Linked DNA regions of Oryctolagus cuniculus: region 1 is linked to region 2. Evidence: chromatin contacts called from public Micro-C data. All regions are on one chromosome and are shown on one strand. Each heading gives the region's core, a stretch centred on a gene start, on an enhancer-like site or on the middle of the called end of the contact. The rest is flanking DNA. Distances are from core to core; before and after follow the strand shown. Region 1 holds the start of DOCK5 (dedicator of cytokinesis 5). Region 2 holds the start of CDCA2 (cell division cycle associated 2).

Region 1 (4,543 bases), core at 197-2,696, 270 kb before region 2:
CCCTTCTCAGAGCAGGTCTGACACGTAGCAGGCAGTTAATGTGTATTTGTCGAAAAGCAACTACCTACCCTAGAAAATCAGGATCTCATTATTTATTGATAGAGAAAGAGCAATTATTCTCAAGTAGGAAGTGGCATTGCTCCTGGTATCAAATCTACTGTGACAGAGGAATTTCTTAAATCGTCATCACATGTGAATAAACACCTATTAGTCGGTGGGAGGAAAGGATGTACTCATGAACAGGACTTTTAATTAATTGTTAATTGATTAATTACATTTTTGGCCTGGCTTTGCACAAAAGTCACTGACATTAAAATGCATTAATGCTCCAACCAAGCTGTACTATCATTACCGCATGTTTAGCTTCCCTTCTTTTCGGGTCCCAAATAGGCATGAAACTTCCTCAGAGAGGCATTTGCTCAGACGGTGTGCGCAATTAAGCTGGTCATTTACCCTGAGCGATTTTCCTCCAAGCGTGAGGCAGCCAGGGTCCCCGCACGCCTACGCCTCACCTCCCACTTCCCTGCCCAGGTCTCTCCCATGGGACACGAGGCCCCAGGAGGGACCCAGGGCATCTCACGGGCGCCCCGCTTAGCAGGAGCAAAGTCAGGCCTCTGCCGGGTCCCCTTCTCCGCTGGGATGCTCTCGGAAAGGAAGGTCCTGGAGTGGACTTTGCCACTTTGAACTTCAGAGCCTGGATTTCTTCGGGGTCCCCTTGGACACAGGACTTCCAATTAGAGCTTGCTCAGCCATCTGCCCGCAGAGGCGCCCCCAGGAAGCGATCTGATACTCCTGAGGAGCCAGTCGCCCTCGCTCCAGTTCCCTATTTAGCAGAGGTGCACGTTCTGCTTTTCTGGCGAAAAAGCCGTGGCCCCAGGAGGTCTCGTTTGCTCTGGAGCGCGCCTTCCGGCTTTCGCAGTGCGGGCTGAAACTCCAGGGGGTGAACACACTAGTCGACTGCTCATTCATTCTACAAATATTTACGGAGCGTCCGCTGGGTGCCAGGCACTGGTGGTGCCCGGGAGAAGAGAAGCCACCCTTACCAATTCCTTCTCCCCACCGCGCCGCGCGTAGTGGGAGCGCAGCCCGCACTCTGCACTCACCGCCGCCCCGCTGTGCCCGGCGCCTCCAGCGCAGCCCTCGGGGCACTGGCGGCGGGACACTGGCCCCGCGGGATCCAGCCTCCAGGGTTTAATACCGGTGGGAAAGGCGGGGAGAGAAGCAAACCGCAGAAAGGGAAGAGCCAGACCTCAGTCTGCCCTGGGAAGCTGCTCCCGGGAAGCGCGCAAGGCGGAGCCGCAGCCCGCCCCGGCAGAGAGAGAGAGAGAGAGGCCGGGCTGCCGGCGCTCCCGGCTCTGAGGCGGCCCCGGCGGCGGGCGGAGGGCGCGGCCGGCGGGAGGGGCCGGGGCGGTGCCAGGAGGGGCGCGCACGGCGGCGCGGCCACCGGCCCAGCAGGTGACCGCCGGCGCGGCCCGGGCCGGGGTGAGGCGGGTGCCTGCTCTAGCTGCGCGGCGCGGAGAGCGGCCGGAGGAGTCGGGGCGAAGTTTGCCAGAACATGGCGGAAGAGCCCGGGGCGCGCAGGAGAGCGACGCGGCGGCCAACGGCGTCCGAGGAGCTGTAGCCCACGCCTCAGCAGCAGCAGCAGCAGTCGCCGCCGCCGCAGGGCGAGGTCGCCGCCATGGCCCGCTGGATCCCGACCAAGAGGCAGAAGTACGGGGTTGGTGAGTGCTCGCCCCACCCCGCCCCGACCCAGCCGCTGCGAAGTTCGCGGGCAGCGGCCCTGCCAAGCTTGCGCAGAGTGGGGCGGCGGACGCCCGGCTACCGGTGCGCGCGCTGCTCCGGGGCGCGGGTCTCGCCTCCTGCTGCCCTCGCTGTGCAGCCAGGGCTTAGCTCCAGCTGCCTAGGCTCTGGGAGCCGGAGGAGGTCGGAGCCCTCTCCCGGGAGTGCCGCGGGGGAAGTCACCCGGAGTTTGGGGAATCCGAGTGGCTAAAAGTGTAGCTGGGCTTCGGGACTTTACTCCGGCTCCCGAACCCCAAAGCCGGAGCGCAGAGCAGGGGCGTCCAAAGGAGGGGGGGCGCTTGTTGCTCACTGGGGTCCCCGACTGTGTTTCTTGGCCCCTGCGCCCCCATTCGTGGAGCCAGTTCAGATCTGCAGCTGGGAACTTTGCCCATTGCCCCGGTGCTTTCTGGCTCCCGTCTTCCGAGGTTTTCTGAAGTCCCAAAGTGAAGGGCTGCGGGTAGAAAGCCGCCCTCCCGCCTTCTCCTAGGGCCTGGGGAGGGTGTCTTGATGTCAGTTGTAAATGGGGAGCTAACGCGGTGTGGAGGTGATGGAGAGACAGGAAGTGTGTGGCGCGCGCTGCGGTGGCCGGCCCCTGGGGCTGTGGGTGCGGAGCCGGTCGGTCCACTAACGGAGCGTTTCTGGAGAGGGTGCGGGTCTTCCTTGCCAACGCTGAGTGCTATCTGGGTTAACATGAGGACATTTGACCAAGTAGTCCGTGGCAGGTCGCGTGCTGGGCACTTGCATGCCCAACAGCGGTGCGGGAGCGCTCGGGTGATTGCCGAGGGGTTGCTGGTGTAGCTCTGGACCCGACGCAAGGGATGGGCGGGGGTTGGACCAGGTGAGGAGCCGCGCTCTTTCACTTTGTATATCCCGCAGGGGCCTGGGGAAGTCTCGTGGGAAGACCTCTGCCGTGAGCCAGAGCTTTTGCAAAGGCGGTTAGGACTTCGGGGGAGTCTCCCGTTATAAACAGCCGTGCGTGCTGTTTTATCGCTTCCGCTCAGGCTCATTCATTTGGCGTGCGCGTCATTTCATCTTTACTCCCTTCCGCACCCCTGTTGTTCTGCACCTCCTGGTTCCTGGGGCTGGGTCCCTGCACCTGTCGGTCAGTTTCAGGGACCCTTAACACCCGTAGGTGCTTTTCAACTTTGTAGCCAGGAGCCCGATGTTGATTTTTTAACCCTCTCTTATTTGCTGCATTTTTCTTAGATTGTGGTCCGTATGTATTATTAGTATAGGTTTTTGTTATATAGTATTCTTTGTTTTCTGTCTCCGAAAACTTTTTTTTTTGCGCTGAAGTTACTTTTAGAATTTTTGCTGCTTTGCAGGCACAACTCAGAATGGGGGGTGATGTCTCCTGCCTTCCTCCAGATCACCAGGTCATGATCTAGTTATGAGGCTTCAGACTCAGACCCATAAAGAGGTACCAGCTAGGAAGGAACCAGTAGTCATGAAAGTGAAAAGCTCTAAAATAGATGCAATCGTTGGTTTATTTTTGAGTATTACTGACTACTCACCACTAAATGAAAGCATATTTAGCAATGCCTACTCACTAACTGCTAACTATAAAAAAGTTATCGATTCTCATTTTAACAGAATTAAAAGCTGTTTCCAAAGATACTGTCACTTGGGTGATTAATACAAACATGCTCTAAGAATGTGCCTTTTATGTGCATAGTCACTGGAGCAAGTATGATATGTCTTCTTTTTAATTTTTTTCCTGTTCTGGAATCAGTTTACTGTGCTGCTTGTCACCAGTCAAGAAAATATTCACCTTGCATTTCTAGAGCTCAGGTGCTAGCAGAATTGTCCCCCAGGATATAATTTGGGACACTTACTTCACTAGACATGATAGATTCTTTTGGGGATGGATTTGACACAGTTAGCACACATTAACTGAAGGGAAGGTCCATTGTTTGAAAATGCACTGTTGTTCCTGTCACCTTCCTGGGGGCCCACAGGAAAAAGTCAGATGCAAGCCAGCTTACGGTGCTCCTACAGACTGGTTCCCCCTATCTTCACCAACACTATCTCCCAGGTCTTCTGTCTTTAACTGTCCAGTATGAACATCCCGCCCATCTGGCTCTTGTGCAATAAACTACGGAGAGTCCCTCCTTTGGGACTTTGCCCCCATTGTGTTTGTCCCCTATCCAGAGTGCCCTCCAACCCTGCAGTGGACAATGTGGCCTTTCCCTCAGGGTTCAAATCCCCTCCCACTGCTCCTTCAGATTCCCTATTTGCCAGCTCTTCCCAAACCTTCCCCCACTTCCTCGCCTTTCCTGCACTGTACCTTCCCTTGTTTTGCTACTTAGTCTCTTATCCCTGGGTTCAATGAATTAGAAGGTTGTGTATGGTTTTGTATTCCCATCCCTCAAGAAGGATACAAGTCTATGCAGTAGTCCGGTTGTGCGTTCTGTGGTTTCGCTTCCCTCGGGCCCCCATAGTCTGAACATATGAAATGGGAAAGAGAGAGAGGGATACCACATTCACATAACTTTTATTTCAGTGTATCATTATGATTGCTGTATCTTATTATTGTTGTTAATCCATTGCTGTGCCTAATTTATAAATTAAACTTTTATCGTTGTATGAATAGGAAAAAGCATGGTGTATGCTCACATGGGGTTCAGTACTCTTCATGGCTTTAGGCACCTACTGTGGATGTTGGCACATATTGCCCATGGATGGGGGGGATGAAGCTATTATTACATTCAGTAACTTCTTGTCCTTGACATTGGGGTGTCCTTCTAAAGCAGACAAACCTAAT
Region 2 (4,477 bases), core at 1,137-3,636:
CAGTATGTTCTAAACGTGAACATTCTTGTCCGTGACTAAATATGGCTATTTTTTATAAATAAAAATGCGAGCTGATATGTATTACTTGTACTCTAATTTTGGCAAGTAAGAGTAAATGTAATACTGCTTCTTAATCAACTGAGAGAAAACACAAATCTGATTTAGAATATGTTCCTGAATCAAGTAGTAAGGACTATGGCATTGTTTCTTTTAAATATTAAAGCACACTACTATTCTCCAGTTGGATTTTTATGATCTCTGCAACAAAATGTCTATTTTTAATTATTTAAAATCTTTTCCCAATTTTCTGAGACTCTATAGCAAAATATTTTTAAAATAAAATTTAAAACCAAAAATCTATCCTAGTTAAAACTAGGATAGCTTTTTAAAAGACAAATTTTTTAAGGCAGATTTTTAAAAAATATATATTCACAATAATATGGAAAGACCAACTCAGCCAGTTCCTAATGACAAAATTCAGTGGATTCAGGGATTTGGAACACAGTTAAATATTGACGACTAGTTCCAAACACTTTGTCTTTCACGTAATAACTCAGCAAAGATGTTAGATAAAAAGGTCAATCAGAGGTTTTGGAGAACATTTTATGGCTGTAACTTTGGACATACTAACTCTTTCTTCCAGTAACAACATAACTTTTAGATTATGAAGATTAGATAATTCAAAAAGATTAAAAATTAATAATGGTCAGAAATAATATAAACTTTGTGAAGCATATGTTTAAGGTAGTACTCATGAAAATGCAACAACTTGAAATTATGCAAATTCTGCTTTTGTGTATTAAATCTCTAAGACCAGAACACAGAATTACAGCCAACAATCAACACTGTGGTTCAAATTTTCAGAGCATGTTTACTCAAAACTGCAGAGTAGCTGGAAAACCATTTTTATGCCCTCGGATAATTTTGGTATTTAAAAAAACTCACAACTTTTCCAGAATGTGCAGCAAGCAGAATACCGTGGCAAATATTACAATGAGGCCAATCTAGACTCTAAAGGCTTAGGCGCTTCTGAGTATCATTTAGCCACACAATAAATGTCTGCCTTTCACAGTGAAAATTTTCCAAAGCAGCCGAACAACTTTCATGGGTGGGGCAAGAGGCTGAGAAGGCACAGGATTCATTTTGGCTTGCTCCAGCGCTGGAACAATATTCAGCACCACACCCTCAATAAAGGCCTAACACAGCAAAGGCTACTGTCAAGTCAATCCATTTTGCTCTGTTGTCACAGTCCTCTAAGGAACCAAAATAAGGCGAAATAATAAAAGGAGCACAGAAGTTTGGCAGCGGCGGGGCTTGGGGGATTGGGGCACCTAAAAGAGAGGGAGGAAAATCATCAAGAAAACGTCTCAGTTGAAAGAGTCTCCATCCGACCTGAGATGGACGACTCTGTGACTTATCCACTGGTAGTTTACTGCTTTTACCTGCTCAGCCGTACGCGGCTGAGTTACCAGGACCACTTTCCCGAGCAAACCATTACTCAGCACCAAGGGGGCCGGAGGCGCCGTCTGCGGCCAGGGGAAGGGGCGCGGGGTCTTGGGGTGGGAAGAGGACCCTCAGCCCGAGCGCTCGGGGGACAGCGGCCCTCCCCCGCCCTCCCGACCCTCTCGGACCCACACCCCGGGCTCGGGTGCCCAGGGCAGCCGAGGAGCTGCAGGGCAGGCTCGGGCAGAGAAGCCCCGGGGACTCGGAAGCGGCCGTGGGGACCCGGCGCTGCCCTCCTCGGCGCCCCCCGCCCCGGCGCACGCCAACCTCCCACCTTCCAGCCCCTCTGCCCAACTTCAGCCCCGTGCCCTGCCCCCGGCCAGGGCTCGGCCGCCCTCGCCCCCACAGCGGGCCCGCCGCGCCTCCTCCAGACCCGCTTACCTTTCCATTCTTGGGGCTGCCGTTAAGGAACAGGGTCACCCGCCTCATCGCGCTGCCCCCGCCGGGTCCTGAGTGAGCCGCCACCCTCCCACCTTGTCCTCCTCCCACCTTCCTCTCCTCCCGCCCTTCCCCTCCCTCCACCCACTCGGGTTCTCCTCCCTTCGCCACCTTCCTTCTCTTGCGGACACACCACACACACAAGCACTCCGGGTCCCACACCCCGGGGTTGGCCGGTCCTCCTTCCCACCCCGCCCCTAGGCGCCTCAGCCTGCCTGGGGCCCTTCCCCCACAGCGCCGAGACGGACCGTGAGCTTCACCAATCAAACGCCGTCTCCGACCAGAACGCAACCAATGAGCGGCCCTGGATGGGTGGGTTCTGACCAACCCAACTCGGACGGAGGGAGGGAAGAAAAGCTGAAGGCGAGTAGACGGGAAGGGGACTCAGCCAATCAGAGACGAAGCTAGAGTCGAGCGGCGGCTCTAAGCATGACTGAGCAGGCGCACACCCAAATCTAGGTAGCGCTTATCTGCATAAGAAGGCGGGGTTTGAGGAAAAAGAGTGGCGCTCTAGAAGGGACCCAAACATCAGTAAGCACCGCCCCCTTCCACTACCCTTCCCACATTTCAAGCTAGCGAGGAAACGGCTGTTATCGGGATTGGCTAATTGGGTAAGAACCGGCCCGTCGTCCTGTGGGGATTGGTCAAATGATTCTTTTTAAAGTTTGCAGTATCCAATAGCAAGGTGGGAGGCGGAGTTGCAGCCTAACCGAAAGGTCCCTCCGCGGGGCTCTCACAGAAAGTAGTCCCCGTGGACACAGGTTGCCCGAAGGTGTCTGTCTATGAGTGCGTCGCCCGAGGCTCTAAGTGATTTCTCTCTGAGCCCGGCTAGCCGGTTCTTGGGGACGGCGAGAGAGGCTAGCGAGTCGGGGAGCACGCGGACACGTGCGGGAGGGGCAGCGGCGTAGAGATTCTCGATAACGCCGGCCGGAGGGGGCGGGCCCGGCGATTTGAATCTGGCCGCGGGCAGAAGGGTGGCGGGGCCGGCTGAGGGGTGCAGCAGTCGCCGCTGGCTTCGGGGCCCGGAACGCGCGGGGGCCAGAGTAGCTCTTGGGCTGCTGGCCAGTGCGGACACTTCCGGGTCGAGGCGCCGGGGTCGGAAAGTCACGGCCACCGCGACACTGGTCTGCTGCCGGGGACGCTGAGGTGGTGGACGAGAGGGGTCGGAGGTGTCCCGGTTCCGGTTTCGCTGGCGGCTCCGCGGATCTGGTTCTAAGCGTGCTGGACCTCTGCCCCTGGAGGTACTGGTTCTCCTCCGGCCTGCTGTGAGTCGCCTGCGGTGCTCTTTAAATTGCAGGTTCTGGGGAGGGGGCTCCGGTCCGGACGTGCAGGATTAGAATTTCTGGACACGTTCAAGACTGCCTCCCTAGTGGGGTGCCAGGTGATTCGGGTGTTCCCTGAGGTGGAAAATGCCGTGGCCCGTGGAACACTGACCTGCTTTGTTCTTCCTGAACAGCAGTTTCTTAACACTTTTTAATTGGAGCCCCCGAAGTACTCTCTTGATAATGTATTTGTAAGGCGGTGTAGATCGTATTAAAGTTCAGTCTGGATTAAATTCTTGATTGACGCACATTTAACTTAGTAATGGAGGTTTTTTTGTTTGTTTGTTTCCATTAGATGGAAACTGATTCGAAAGCCAAGGAGCACCTTGAAGCCAAGGAGTCTGCTCCTGCTAATGCTGGTAGGTGGAGAGCTGTTGCTTCTTTGTGAAAGGTAAAAGTTCAGATATTTCTGTTCCTAAAGATGCTTTGCTCCTGCAACATGGTGTTCGTTTCAGAAAATGCCGCCTTCGTGTGGGAAGCTGGGAAGTTTGGGACGCCCCAGAAGCATGTGGCAGAAGTGAGTCCTCATTTTTGCACCCCTGATGCTTCTAAGACACCTTTGGATTTTTCCACCGTAACTGTAGAGCAGCTGGGAATTACACCTGACAGCTTTGTGAGGAACTCTTCAGGTAAGAAACCTTATTCCCTTGCCAGGCTTTTCTTTTAAGATAACTTTAGTACAGGTCAGTTTTATTTGTCTGCACTGTCTGTTTTAGGGGTGTGAATTGTGCACACTTGCTTGTTCAGGGAGCCTCTGCACATGCATAGCTCGTCTCGCCTAGCAAGGGTAACAGAGTTCCAGGATATCCAGGGTGATCATGTCCCAGGTCAGGTCAGAGTTTGTGTTCCATGCCCATTCTGGAAAAGGATGTGTGTGGGAACCACTTTTTCATCTAACACTTCGAACTCAAAAGGGTGCATAATGTGTGTCATAATACGTTTTATGTTTATGTGTAGCAAGTAAGAGGACCTTGAAGAGCCTTTAAGATTCTATAATACTGAAAGATTGGAGTGTGCCCCCCTTCACAAACCATATTCAGAGTACCACCTCAGGGGCCAGGCTGTTTCAAGCCTTAGAAATGAAATCCACCTGTGAAGTCTGACTCAGATGAAGAAGTAAGAAATAGGGCAAAGGAATTGGATTAGAGAACAGCATTTAAAAATGGGGGAAAGCTGGGGACGTGAGAGTAAGGGCACCAGAACAGTTGATACAT

Evidence for each region. A called contact is a pair of places that touch in the nucleus more often than the background predicts.
Region 1: a Micro-C map of ear pinna shows a contact between it and region 2, with 4 times the contacts expected there. The contact joins the promoter of DOCK5 here to the promoter of CDCA2 in region 2. A contact is called at or near these places in 2 of 6 Hi-C or Micro-C datasets (ear pinna and an unstated tissue).

Annotation. Positions count from the first base shown.
Region 1 is chr2:48,998,306-49,002,848 of mOryCun1.1, reverse strand. It overlaps DOCK5 (dedicator of cytokinesis 5), which reads left to right and starts at 1,446. Exons shown (of 52, transcript XM_017338016.3): 1 at 1,446-1,721. The coding sequence starts at 1,679.
Region 2 is chr2:48,732,781-48,737,257 of mOryCun1.1, reverse strand. It overlaps CDCA2 (cell division cycle associated 2), which reads left to right and starts at 2,386. Exons shown (of 15, transcript XM_008249409.4): 1 at 2,386-2,552; 2 at 3,559-3,622; 3 at 3,719-3,892. The coding sequence starts at 3,559. It overlaps KCTD9 (potassium channel tetramerization domain containing 9), which reads right to left and starts at 2,168. Exons shown (of 12, transcript XM_002709462.5): 1 at 1,885-2,168. The coding sequence starts at 1,932.